Linked DNA regions of Gossypium raimondii: region 2 is linked to region 1. The links are chromatin contacts, called in public Hi-C maps. All regions are on one chromosome and are shown on one strand. Each heading gives the region's core, a stretch centred on a gene start, on an enhancer-like site or on the middle of the called end of the contact. The rest is flanking DNA. Distances are from core to core; before and after follow the strand shown. Region 1 holds the start of LOC105773531. Region 2 holds the start of LOC105772548 (lysine-specific demethylase JMJ30).

Evidence for each region. A called contact is a pair of places that touch in the nucleus more often than the background predicts.
Region 2: a Hi-C map of leaf shows a contact between it and region 1, with 1.7 times the contacts expected there. The contact joins the promoter of LOC105772548 here to the promoter of LOC105773531 in region 1. A contact is called at or near these places in 2 of 2 Hi-C or Micro-C datasets (both in leaf).

Annotation. Positions count from the first base shown.
Region 1 is chr6:27,773,314-27,780,808 of ASM2569854v1, forward strand. LOC105773531 reads left to right here and starts at 4,428. Exons shown (of 12, transcript XM_012595512.2): 1 at 4,428-4,749; 2 at 4,859-4,999; 3 at 5,724-5,772; 4 at 6,156-6,173; 5 at 7,335-7,447. The coding sequence starts at 4,627.
Region 2 is chr6:28,026,227-28,033,721 of ASM2569854v1, forward strand. It overlaps LOC105772548 (lysine-specific demethylase JMJ30), which reads left to right and starts at 4,662. Exons shown (of 7, transcript XM_052632553.1): 1 at 4,662-5,273; 2 at 7,059-7,268. The coding sequence starts at 4,788.

The sequences.
Region 1 (7,495 bases), core at 3,178-5,677:
CAGCAACTTGTCGTTTTGGCCCAACCGGTTGTTGGTTAATCCCTGTTTTTTCTTTTTATGGGTTTTTTTATTTTTATGTTTTATCTTCCTTGAATTATGCAAGCTAGATTTTTGTTTAGTTTTATTTCTTAAGCTGAATCAAATTTATAGAACTTGATTTTATTCATTTTTAGCTTTGTGGATGTTTAATTCATTTTGGGTTTCCTTTTTTTCTGGGTGGTTTTCAAATTTTGCTTGCTTTGTGATGTTTCAGGAAGATCTAAGCTGGTTTTTTGCTGGTTGCTTGCTTTGTGAAATTTTAGGTTTTGAAATTTTGCTTACTTTGTGATGTAAATTCTGAAATATGACAGGTGGATGGAATATTATTTTACTACTATCATAAATAGTTCACAAATATTTTGGAAATTTTAGTGTAAAAGATTGAAGATAAACAAAGTTGCATGCTTCATTCAATTACTTAGATAATTGGTTGTATTGGTTGATGTAGTAACCATAGTCAAGCTTAATTCGAATGAGGGATGCTTTTACTTTCTTTACATCTTTTCATGTTTAAGGGACTTCTTCTTTTGTTTGCTTAATGTTCTGATGTAGCAAATGAATGAACAATTTGAAAAGAGTGGTTGGTTTGTTACATGAACCCTTATTATGTGTGATCTGAAATTTTAGGTTCATTAGTTTACTTCCTACGACTTTATGAAAACTGAAGATGGAAATTTATTTCCAAGTGTTTCATGGCGTAGTGTGATAACTAAAGCATGTATTTTCTTCAAATTTACCTAGGAACCATAAACACTTACCAGTGACTTTTCCTTTATTATCATCTAGCTCTTTTAGGAAATATTACTCTCTTTACTCTTAATGAGAACACATGGTATGTGATGGGATCATAACTTGATTGAGCATATAAAAAAAGGGCATATGAATGTTAGGTTGCACTTACAAGCAAACTTTAAATGGAATTGTTAAGAAATCTCTGAGAGATGTTAATAGAGCTTTTAGTATGAATAGAAACATCAAAATATAGATATTTTGAAATTGTATAAATTAGTTATTAGATTACCTGATGAGTCAACCCCTAGTGAAATTAGAAACAATCCAAGGTTTTGTCCTTATTTTAAAGATTGTATTGGAGAATTAGATGAAACTCATGTTCGTGCATTTGTTCCACTTAGCATTCAAGGAAGATTTCGTAGCCGTAAAAGGGGGATGAGACAAAATGTATTGGTTTTCATTACATTTTATTTGAAATTTTCCTATGTTCTAGCTAGTTAGGAAGGTAGTGCACATGATTCTCGTATTTTAAGTGATGCACTTTTACGCCCAAGAGGACTAAGAATTTCGGAAGGTAAGAATTAACATTAAATACCAAATAGTTCAAGTAAACTCATAATTTATTAGTAATAATTATGTTTGGTAAAATTGTAGGTAAATATTATCTTGTTGATACTGGATATGGCATCCGAAATGAATATATTACCACAAATTGTGGTGTTCGATATCATTTAAAAGAGTTTAGTGATCAGGGGACATAAAATACAAATGAACTCTTTAATCTTCGTGATTCATCATTGTGAATCACTATTGAATGTGTTTTTGGGATTTTGAAAAAATGGTTTCATGTGTTAGATGTTGAACCATTTTGGAATTTTTATACTCAAGTAGATATAATTTTGGCTTGTTATACCATTCATAATCATATAATGGAACTTGATTCTAATAATTTACTTAATTAAGGATTATATGAGGAGCATGTGTCTGATTTGATAATACAAACTCTTACGGAGCGAGAAGAAAGAGAAGAAGCAAGAGAATGGTCTGCTAAGAAAGGAAATTGCACACACTATGTGGACTGATTATATGGCTAGAACCATTAGGTAGGTTTAGGGCTCAGGGTTAATGTTTCTATGTTATGCATGTTTTAGTATTAAAATTGTTATTTTTTTTAATGTTTGTTGGATATTGACATTGAAATTATTGTTGGATATTGAAATTATTATGTTTTAAGCTTGTTGGATTTTAAAATTATCGACAATGTCAATTATTAATGTAGAATGGGTAAGGGTAACAAAGAAGGGACAATAAAGTAATTTAGGTGGACAAAATCGATGTGATATCTTTTTCTCGAAATTCTAGTAGAGGAGGCCCAAAAAGGAAATAAGTCTTCTAACACTTTCAAAGAAATTTCTTTTAATCGAGTTGCTACAACTATTTCTGAAAGATTCCAAGTTCAATATGATGATAAGCATGTGAAAAATCATCTAATAGAGCAAATGTGGTTTTCGATGGGATGATAACATGAAAATGATCATATGCGATAGAGCGACATATGATACAATAATGATGGTAATATATGTATATATATGTTAAATATATTTTAGTTGTTTTTACTTGGTATTCTAGTTGTGTATAATATCTAATAGGCATACAAGAAGTATGAACCATTTTTGAGAAAAAGCGTTGATCATTATGATGAAATGATATGACGATATGACGATAGGGAGTTTTGCTAAAACATTTGCTGACATAGACTTGGATAATGGTAACCAAGATTCAGTGCCTGTAGACTACGACAATGAGAAAGTTGAGGAGGTAAGAACAAAAGTATGTTCATCCGGCACATCTAAACGTAAAAGAGAAAAATGCTTAAGAAAGTGTCGTCGATGAACAAATTAAATTTGTAGGTGAACAATTTGGTAAGATTGCTAATGCATTGGAACAATTTACTACGGATAAACACCACTTCTTTAATAAGAAGTGATGTCCATGGAAGTGGAAGGATTTGATGACGATTTTCTTCATAGTGTGTTTGATTATCTTGTGGGTTATGAATCCGAGGCCAAAACTTTCTTAGTTGAAAGTATGAAGCATACAAAAATTTGATTTCAAAAATTTTCTCAAGGTTAAAGATGTTGATGCTTTAATGCGGTGTAATACTAGTTATGCACTTGGGCAATATTTTAGTTATCATGTGGTGTATTACTAATTATGCACTTGGATAATATTATTAATTTGTAGTATTAATTGTGATTTAGAAGCTAATTTATTACTATTCAATCTTTGTTTTTATTTTTATTTTTTATAACATAATTAAGAATCATCTATCCACTTTGGTTGTTTTCAATTTATGACTATTAATATTCTAGGTTAATAATTAAGTACTATTATATATTTAATTTGATGTATTTATTTATAAATAAATCATTACAATATATGTAAAAACAATGTAAATATAAATTTAATTAAACAATGAAAAGATAATAAATTCTCAAATGTATTTTTGTTTCATTTAAAACAACTTTTATGAAATATTTTCAAGAAATCTACTAAACAACAGAAAATATTTTGTACAAATTTATCCAAACACTATAAAAATTAATTTTTCAAGAAAAATAAGTTATTTTCCAGAAATTATTTTTTGGAAACCATTTTCAATCAAACAAACAGACCCTTAACCTCAATTTCACTTCCTTGAAGGTGCTAAAGTCCTCATCACATAATGTCTTGTATGATCAAGTTTATCTTGGCTTGGCTTTTGCACGAGTAGTTAGACCTCATAGCAAACTAATTCCATCACTTAATCAAGAAAACCCCTATTTTACAAATCCTAGAACTCACTAAATTATAAATCACAAGTTTTTTTGAAAGGATTTTCGGTCAAGTTTCAAGAACCTAGCTCTTAACTTCACACTTGTCGTGAAGAAGAATTTTGCGCTATCGAATGTAATCCTAGATTTTGTTAAAGAAGAGGAAGAAGAGGGTAGGGGTGTTCAAACAATTAACCGAACCGAACTAGTATTAATCAAATTGACCAAACTTTTTAATCCTTTAATTGTTAACCGAACCAAAAACTTTTCAAAAAAATTAAGTGAACTGAAATATTTCGGTTAATTTGGACCAAATTAACCGAAATATATATTTTGTTTTTTTTTTGGTTAAAAAGGTATAAAACATATCAAAAAAAAAATTGGCAATATTCATTTGATCGAATTAGAATAGTTTAATACATATAATATATAATGTTATTTATTAAGTTCAATTAATTCAGTTAATTAACTGTTAATCGAAATTTCAAAAAATCCTTATCGATCTCTGACCAAACTAGATCGATTAACCATTGATTAACTAAATTAGATCAGTTTAATCAATTAATTTAATTTTAATCGAAGTTTAAACATCCGTAGAAAAGGGTACGAAAAACAAAACCCAAATGCAACCTTAATTCACATAAGCTAAGGGAAAACTTTTGTTGTGGAATAGAAACGGAAAGCTTCTCTTTCTTTCCCGAATAAAAACAAGAAAGAACAAAAAGCCTCCTTTTTTTTTCTTTACTTAGAACCGGCAAATACCGGTTTATGCTCAAAATTTTCTTCCTTTTTTTTTCTAGTGGTTCAGATTTTCTATGGGATAATCTAACTGTTATTATATTTGTGATCCCACTGAAGGCTCGTTTTTGGTAGCTCGTGTTAGAATTTTCTGCGTCCCTCTCAACTTCCAAACGCATTCTTTTCCTCTGACCACATTGCAGTTGCAGTCGACTTCAAACTTCAAACTCCAAACCCCCACATAACAAAATCGTAAAAGATCGATCTATCTAAATTTTTGCTAAAAAAGTAAGATCCTTCAAAAATGGCTACCCTTCCACAAATCGCGGTTCTGGGGGCTGGAATATTTGTAAAAACTCAATACATCCCGAGACTCGCCGAGATCTCACATCTCTTCTGCCTCAAATATATCTGGAGCCGTTCAGAGGTTTCTTTTTCCCCTTTCTTCTTACTCAATATTTTGAAAATGTATATATATTTGTATTCTTTTTGCTGTATATTGAAATGGTAATGATGTTGTGGTTCATACCGAGAAGGAATCTTCGAGAAGAGCTGTTGAGATAGCCAAACAGCATTTTCCTGGAGTAGAATGTAAATGGGGAGACCAAGGTCTAAACGACATCATGCAGGATTCTTCTCTTATTGGTACTGCTGTCGTTTTGGCTGGTCAAGTTCAGGTTCTTTATTTTCCCATTTCTTCAGCATTATTTTATCCCTGAACTTTCATTGCGTTTATGTAAATTGTAATACGAGTCATCTAAGTAACAATAAAAAGAAAAAAGAAAAGAAAACATAGAGATCAACCATCTTTTATGGTAGAATTTAGATGTGGATCTTGCTAATCAATGCCTTGAGGGAACTGGCTTTGATTTCTTTCTTTAAAAAATGTCTTCATGAAATGTAGCGATGTATGAGCAGTTCTTTCATAAAATATGAAAATATTTCTTTGGTATTGCTTTCATAAGTACCCTTAATGAATCTGTAAAATGACTAAAAAAATCATCCTAAGGTGAGTGTTCTTGTGGTTTTGGTACTTTGGTAGATAACAAATCACATCAAATCATGAAAACATAACTTCTAGCCTAAACTTTGAATGTTCATAATTTCTAGTCATTATTTTCAAGTTCTATAATTGTTTTCTACCTTCATTCTTTATCTGCATTTTGATCTAAAATTTTAGTCAATAGTATAACTCTTTACATATGTCTGTCTCTGTCTAAAGTAAATTTTCATGTGAAACTTGTATTTTTACAATATAGAGGATGGCTTAGAAAATTAATAGGGAAGAGACCAGGGTTTGATTCCAACTCCTAATGGGAGATAATTTTATAAGGTACTAATATTACGAACATTAGTCTATTGTTGTTGGTTATTTGCTTACATATGAATTAAACCATGCAGGTAGATATCTCCCTAAAGTTGCTAAAAGCAGGAAAGCATGTCATTCAAGGTGAGATACATTGGTATGCTCTAACTATTAGGGCAAGTGAGTTAGTTCGTTATCCCTTTAATGAGGCTCTCAAACTTTTTTCCCAGTTTGGATTTATTTTGTATAGAATCTCTTGAATTTGACTACCATTTTCCTTTCAAAGAACAGAAATCCAACAAATTTCACTACCTCGTCCCCCTTTTTTTTCATTTTTCTTGAATGGAAAGGAAGATAGATGATGCATCTATGACTTGTTGTAATACATCATGGCTAGATAAGCATATTTTGCATTATGGGATTGGAATAGTAGTCTTATTATTTTATTCTTCCATGTGCAATTTACTAATTTTCTTTTTGTTTTGGGTGTGCCATATGTTTTACCTGGTTAACTTGGGGATCTCTAGAGAAACCTGCAGCAACTAGTAAGTTCCATACTTTTTCAGTTAATTTTTATATAGTTTCTAATTTTAGAACATAAATCTTATTACAGATCTAACATATGAACATACTTGAACATGAAATAAAGAAGAATTTACAGAAGCAAAATATGCTTGAAGTTGGAAATGAGGATCAGAAGTAGGACACATCTTACCATAAGTCTCAAGGATGACACTTCTCTCAACTTCAAGTTTATTATTTTCTGATAATGAAGACAAAAAGCAATTTGCCTCATTGAGAAGACAAATCTTACCATAAGCTTTTTTGTTTGCAAACTTCACTTTTGAGAGAGGCAAAACATTTTACCTCCTGAAACAATTTTTTTCTCTTTGATACTTTAAGAACAAAATTTTCAAGATTCCAAAGTGACATGTCTTCAGCATTTGAAGTAATTGTTTTAAATATGATTTTTTGAACTAAGTAGATGTGCATAAACCAAATTTAATCTTTTGTTTTCTTTTATCGTTTACACCGTTTGGGTAAAATATTAATATTCAGAAAGTCATTGTGAAGAGTAATTATTTCTAAATATTACTGCATGCTTATTGAAGATAGTCAGCTTAGGCTGAAGCATCCACTTCAATGGATGGCTAGGCACGGATTGAGTACAAAATAAATCTTGGCTGGTTTTGAAGCATTAACAGTCGGCTAAATAGATCCTGATTATTGAGTTTTATCTCAATCATAATAACGTACCTTTTGGTTTAATCCCTGAATGTTGTCAAGAAATCATTGCTGTTGCCTTTAAAATATTTCCAAAAATCTTCTATATATTATCCCTATTAAAACAAATTCTTTGAAGGTAATCCATTTCTTTTGTCTATATGCACTGATTTCTATCTGTTCTGGACTACTGAGTTTTAACTTAATATATAGTATTTCATTTTTTCCCTTTTTTTGTGAACTTGAAGATTTCTTGCAAGCTTACTTATCTTATTTGCATAACAAGGAAAAAGGGATCTCAAATCAGCATTCATTCTTTTTGGCATTAATTAAATTTTATTGATAAATCACTTTTTGCAAGTTTTGAGCATTTAGAATTAATTTTTTCCATCTTCCTCCAACAACTGCCCTTATCTTCGTTTGAAAAAATTGTTTTAAAGAAAACTGCATGAATAAGAAAGTGGGATGTTTTTATTTTTTAGGTATACCCGAGATAGAAACTGCACTGGCTAGTTACAAATCCGTTAGTACCAACCCTGGTCAACCAATTTGGGCTGTAGCTGAAAACTATCGATTTGAACCTGCTTTTGTAGAGGTTTGTTTTTTCATATTCCCTGTACTATTCAATCTGTACTATTACCTA
Region 2 (7,495 bases), core at 3,412-5,911, 250 kb after region 1:
GGTATTTTTGAATGTGTCATGATATGTACAAATAGGTTATGTCTTAGTGATAAATAAGACATAGTAATTTTGGTGATTAATTTGGATGATATATGCATGATACATGGAATGGTTTTGGTGCCAAACTTGTACATTATTAATTTTGGTAATATGGTCATTTACAGGTGGTTGTAAATTGGTGTTTTAATTGCATATAGGGCATATATGTGGTCATAATCTAAATTGGCATGAGATGGGATTAACTATTTAAGTTGATTCATGTTGTGTGATAGTGCCATTAAGGCATATTGCTTAGATGCTAATGATGTTGATTTGTGATATGCTTTGAAATGATACTATACAATTTAGACAAGTCTAAAAGTGGTTAGTTGTATATGCACGGCCTATTTGAGAGATTGGTTTTGGTAGCTTGCATTAAAAGGCACATTTTTGCACCATATGAGCTAACACATGACCATATGTCAAACACAAGTAAGTGATACGGCCGTGTGCTCATCGGTAATTAGGAAGCTTTTGTATCACACGGTTTCTGACTGGCACACATGCTGGCCACACGCCTGTGTGAGTACTATAGATTTGACCATTTAATTTTTCACATGGTCTCAATTTGTTACACGACCTAGCCACACGACCGTGTAACTATTGATGAAATTTTGCATTTAGGTCCACATGGTTCAATGAGTTACATGGTCGTATGGCTCCAATTCTATATTACCACCGTTTGTAACACGGTCTAGGCATACAGCCGTGTGACCCAGTTTTGAAAAATTTCCCTACTTATTGAAAAAATTTCAATTTAGTCCTTATTTATACTCGGGTCTACTTAAGAGCTTTCGTAAGCCCAATTGAGACTTGGATTTGTTTGTAAATCATATTATGCATGGATTATGAACTGTTTTTATTGTTTAATTGAATGTTTAAAGTTGGAATTGTATGTGATTTGCTTCGTTAACTATTGTAGCATCCTATAGCTTGAGTCCGGTGACCGGACCGGGTGAGAGGTGTTACATTTAATGGTATCAAAGCTACAGTTTAGTCGATTCTAGGACTGAACGTAGCGTGTATTGAGTTTAGAAAATACATGCCACATTAACGTGTGATAGTATGGTGCTATTTGATTTGATCTAACCTTGTTTTCTTATAGATTTAAAGATGTCAATAGAGTTTAATCGTGTTGTCACTAACGAGGTAGCCAGTAATGTACCGACTTCTGAACAGGAAGCGAGTCACTATTTTTCGGTTCTGCAAATGCCCAAAAATGATTGGAAAAATGTCCTCTTCAGCATGACGAGTCAATGGTTCTCTGAGTTTATCTGGGTCAATCCTATGGCTTCACAACCTCCACCCCCTACTGTGCTCTTCCCAGCACCTCTTGGTCCTCAAAGTTAAACTCACATACATGTTCATAGACCTCCAATAGACAAGATTCAGAAATGTGGGGCCGAAGAGTTCAGAGGTAAAACAGACAACGATCCAACTAGGGCTAAATATTGGCTTAAAAATAATTAGAAAGTTTTCGACAAGATGGCATGTTCACTAGACGATTATTTGAGGTGTGTTGTATCACTGTTAAAAGATGAGGCTTATCATTAGTGATCGACATTGACAATTATGGTACCGAATGAGAGAATTAACTGGGACTTTTTTCAATCTAAATTTTGAAAGAAATATATTAGCAAACGGTACTTAAACAAGAAAAAGAAAGAATTCTTCAAACTAAAGCAGGGAAATCGATTTGTGTCCGAATATGAACGAGAATTTGTGTAGCTAAGTAAATATGCTCGTGAAATCGTATCGACAGAGGGCGAAATATGTGATCATTTTGAATTTGGGTTGAATGACAAAATTCGAATGTTAGTCGGGGCACTGGAGCTACGAGAATTTGTAGTTTTATCGAAAAGAGCTCAAAAGATGGAAGAAATTTGTAATGAGAAGAGACAAATAGAAATGAGATTTTGGGGCTCTAGTAAACGGAGTGTATCTAGACTATTTTTAGCCCCACCACCAAAGAAATCGAGGGAAGCCTTTAGTCGCCTCACGTCACCATCAGGGTTCTTAGGGAAAATAAGACGAGGTCGAGTGATTTGATATTTCAGACTACTCTAGTGGACAATGTTGGCAATGTTCGTAATGTTTCTAGATCTATTTGTGAGCACTGCGGGAAATCACATGCCAGTGAATGCAGAATTAAAACATATGTCTGTTTTCGATGTGGTTCAACAAAGCATTTTTTGAGAAACTACCCGAGGAAGATTGGTGTTACTAATGATCAGAACAGTAAACCAGTGTCACCTGGAGGAAATCGTAGTGTAACCAAAGATACGATAGTCAAGTCTAAAGCTAGGGTGCTTACCCGAGCGTATGCTACTCGAGCTAGAAAAGAACCTTCTTCACCCAACGTTATTGTTGGTACCTTCTTTTTCTTTAATGTTACTATATATGCACTAATTGATCTTAGGCAAACACATTCATATATTTGCACTGCATCAGTAACAGATAAGAACATACTTGTTGAGACAACTAGATTTGATGTTAGAGTTACAAATCGTCTAGGTCAAAGTGTTATAGTCAATCTAATATGTAAAAAGTGTCCACTAAGAATTCAATGTTGTGACTTTCTTGCTAATTTGATGTTATTGCCATTTCACGAATTTGATGTTATTCTAGGTATGGACTGGTGAACTTTACATGATGCTGTGGTAAACTGTAGGCTGAAACAATTTGATTTAAGATGTCAGAATGGTGAGTTGATTATTGTCGAATCTAATAGACCTGATTGTGCTACAAATATTATATCGGTAATCTCTATTTAGAAATTATTCAGAAAGGGTTGTGAAGCATTTTTGGCTTACATTCTTGATACTCGAGAATTGGAATTGAAGATTGATCAGGTACCGACTGTTAATGAATTTATGGATGTGTTTCCAGAAGAATTGCCTAGGTTATCTCCAAAATAGGAAGTTGAATTCGTGATTGATTTAATTCCAAGGCCTACTCTAATATCTATTGCACCATACAAAATGGCACCAATAGAATTAAAATAACTTAAAACACAGTTGCAAGAGTTGATTGGTAGAGGTTTCATACGGTCAAGTGTGTCACCTTGGGGTGCACTAGTTCTATTAGTGAAAAAGAAAGATGGGTCATTTAGGTTGTATATTGATTACAGGCAACTAAACAAAGTCACTATAAATAATAAGTTGTATAATTTGTTTTGCGATTGAACTCGAACTAGCCACAATGAACTACATTCTTTTATGTAAACAACCATATCACGGGCTACAAACCTCAAAATCAGGTGATTCAAAAACTGGTTCAAACATGACTCAAAGATCTATTGTTTGGGCAGAAGAATAGCCCAAAAAGGTAGTTGAAAGGTCTCGAAAAGTCAATTCAATGTTTCCATTGTAAAACCCATAGAGTAATCTCGAACTTCCCACATTTAATTGCACTCCTTTATGAAAATGATCATAACATGGTCTACAAGCCACAAAATCAAGTGATTCAAAAATCATTTCAAAGAGAACTTGAAGCTCTAGGATTTAGAGAATCACCCCAAAAGATAGATGGAGCATATCCAAAAGTTCATTCGAAGTTTACCTAGTGGAATCCTACAAGATTGGTTTTGGACTCTCACATAACTTCAACTTTATTTTCAACCGATCAAATCTTCTCCACTATCCTCTAGCTCATGAATCAAATGATGAATAGACTTTGTTCCACAAACAAATACAAGTATTGAATTGAAACTCTATAAAGAAAAACTGTAATGACTCGATTTTGTTGGTGTCAAAAATTTCAATTTTGGACTGAATATCTTAAACTGAGTCATTTTGGGAAGTTAAACTGAGAAGATTTCGAGGATGTATTCAATAAGGTGATGGAGATTCATTGATTACTGTGTAGGCATTAATTAGATTTATTAAGGGTTTGAGTAGAAAGCCTAATAATTAAGACTTATGGACTAGATTATAAAGTTAGCAAAATTAATGGTGTTAATGTGTGAATATTAAAATATAATTTTAAGAATTAGAGGTTGTTTTCAATTAGACTAAGTCTATATTAGCAAAATTCTCATTTTGAAGTATTAGTTGGAGGAAGTTGTTTTTCTCATTTCCATGAAACACTTTTTTTTCACACTCTAAAATCCTCTTAATTTTCTCTCGACTTGATATTCTCTTCAAGACTACATCTCGATGAAGTGGATTTTCTATTAAATTCTTGAATTCAAACATATTTTAAAGAATCAATTTCTTTGTTGTTATTAGTTTACGTTGGTTTTAGAAGAATAGATGAAAAGAGTTGTTTTAGTTCCTTTTATTGATTTTTTTCTATAGCAAATTAAATTGATTTATAATTTTAATTTAAGATTCTCGAATCGAGATTTTATTTTAAAAATTCATAAGGTAGAGAGAAAAGTACAAAATAAATGACTTAGTTAATGTCATAAAAATAATTAAAAGACACATGAAAATTCTTATCAAAACCTATAATAATTATTGTAGGCATGATAAAATTTAGTAATACTATAATTTACTTGCATTTCGTTTTCAATGTTAAAAGAGAAACCGTAGCTTCTAGAAGGAAAGAAAAGGAAAATTGTAGACTTAAAAAAAGGATTGAGTTTCATAATCTATTATGTAAATATCTCATCAAATATCTTCCTCCAAAGCCCCAAAAGTCTTGACTAATCATTAAAAAGGGCATTGCCGCACCTACCTGTCCTTCACCACCAACTATCTTCCCCAAAAATACCACTGCAACACTTTAACTGCCATCCTTCACCCATGTCCTCCCCCGCCGCCAACATCGCCACCGCCATTTCAACCCCAACTCTAGACTCCGAGTCCCCTGCCCTCCTCCAATCCATCACCTCCCATGGAGGCTACGCTTTTACCCGCATGGCCACTTTAGCCGCTGCCGGCGACCAACGCGCTGCCGAGGCCGCATGTGAGATGGCCTGGGAGCAACTTCACTCCGGTCCTTGGCACTCTGTTCTCCCCGTCTGGCGTGACGCTTACTCCATGGCCTGCCTACATGTGGCCAAATTCCATTTCTCCAATGGTGAGTTCAGAGATGCTCTTAGGTCTTTGGACATGGGCATCATAATGGGCGGTCCTTTGCTTAGGAAAGATTTGGACTCCGCAATCGAAGTCGTTTTGGCCGCCAAGTCCAGGCACTATCATAACGGAGTAGCTGATGATGATAAAGAAGGTCACGGAGAGGCAGGGTCCCGATTGCTGATTTCTCCACAGGAGTTCGATAAGTCCGAGGTAAGGTTCGTTTTCTACATTTAAAAAAAAAATCTTTTGCTTGTTCTAATGAAATTGGATATTGTTAAAGACAGACTGTACTTATAGATAGAAAAATGCATTGAAAATGTTCTTCTTCCTTGGAATGAAAAACCAATTGTTGTAATATTATCTTAACTAATCATGATTAGTAATAATGTTTATGATAGTATAAACATAGTTATAATGTTAATTGGTTAAATTTAGGGTTTATTGTAGTTTCCTTGTGGAGATTGCTTTTGATATTGAAGCCAAAAGCATGTTTGGATGCGTGCTAGAATATACTTTTTAATAGTTGACAATGAAAGTTTTTGATCTTTTAGTATTTAATAATAAGATATACTTATACATGAATTCGGGTTACATTTTCTAATTGAATGAGATTATGAGTTTTACTAGTTTCTTTTGCTTTTTATCAACTTCAGAACAAATTTAATGTCAATAAAAACTCAAAAACTATATGAAGTTTTAGTTTTTCTCTTCTGTGAATTGATTATAGTGTCTGTTGTTTGATTCCCTTGTGGATGTGTTAGAACAAACTTTTACTTCATCAGATTATTGGAAGAAAAAGAAAATGCTCAAATGCAGAATCCCTTTGAGTTTCTTATGCTTATGAGAGTTCAGCGTCCATCTGATTTGTTGTATAATTATAAAAACAGAGTGGGTAGACATCTTTTTTAAAGTTAGAGGACCTAAATTCCTCTAATTCCATTTTGTTATTATAACATAATTTTTGGTCTTCTTTTGTACTTTTCTTACCGAGTTTGCGCTTTTAACTAGTGACACTAGCTCAATTAGACACATTCTATATAGTATAAATAAATACTATTTATAACAATTTTATTTTTCTTTTCCGAGTATGTATTGATGGTTTGATTCTTGCTTCATCTATGCTTGTGCCTTAAATGAATAAAACATTGAGGATATTATCAATAGAATTTTACTTTTTCTTCTCTTTGTGGTTAAGTTTGATTTGATGCTTACAATATAAATACCATGGTTTCCATCTATCGCTGACTTGTTATGTGGATTCTATTGGTTAAACTACCCCACAAGTCCCTGGATTATAGATTGAAGTGTAAATAGGCTCTCTATTATAAAACTGAGTAATATTGTCTTGGTCTTTCTCTCTCTCTCTTTTTTTTTTTTTGGTCCTGGTCTATTTAATTCTGAAACAATGAGGTAACCTTGAATGTTAAAAAAAATTCTGACTTGTATTTTAAAGTGATCTGGAAAAATATATAAAACTAAAATTCAGCATTTTCAAAACGCCACAAGGACTAAATTTTGCTTACTTTAGACATGACAAGTCAGCATCTTTTAACACCATAACTTTACTGTCGTTTATAATTTTACATATTAGCTCCTAAAATTATAGTACAAGGATCCACCAGGTAGTTTAACAACGGTGTTTCTTATTTTTATTTTGTTAAAAATGAACAATAACCATCACATACAGACACATGCTCACAAGGAAAAGGGGGTATAACCGTGATATGCTACTTTCAGAAGTTGTAGCTGTGTGTATTATTTTATTCTTCAAAGTAAAAACAGGGTAACTTGTCCATTTATCATTTCTTTAGTTCTTTTATATACTTACATACATAAATAATAGTTTACATCATTTTATCATGTTGGCTAGCTCCTTTTTCCTGTAATTTATTATTTTTTGAATAGGATGGTTGAATATTTCTGATAAAGAGAAATTGGTATGGTAGCATGATATCTGAGTTTAATCTCTGTTTCTGTTTCGTTCTGATCCTATAGGTGCTACAAATTTTACCAATAAGGTCATTGTCTTCCAAGATTGTGGGGAAGAGGTCCGCCCTATCTTTGGAGGCATTTCTATGTGAATATTTCCTCTCAGGTTCTCCAGTTATAATTACTGATTGTATGGCTCACTGGCCAGCTAGGACAAGGTGGAATGATATGGATTATTTAAGAAGGATTGCTGGTGATCGTACTGTCCCAGTTGAGGTGATTAATCTTCCTGTTTTTTTTTTTTTTCAAAATTCAGTAGAGATCAAATCTGTAACAAATGCTTTGGTACATTATCTCTTCCTCACATATGTTCTCCTACCTGCATATATACTATTTTCTCTTTTAAACAGTAATTTATCTGATCTTTTCTACATAATTTGATCTTTTAAACATATTTATTTGATCTTTTCTACATATTAAGTCACTTAACTGGGAATATTTCT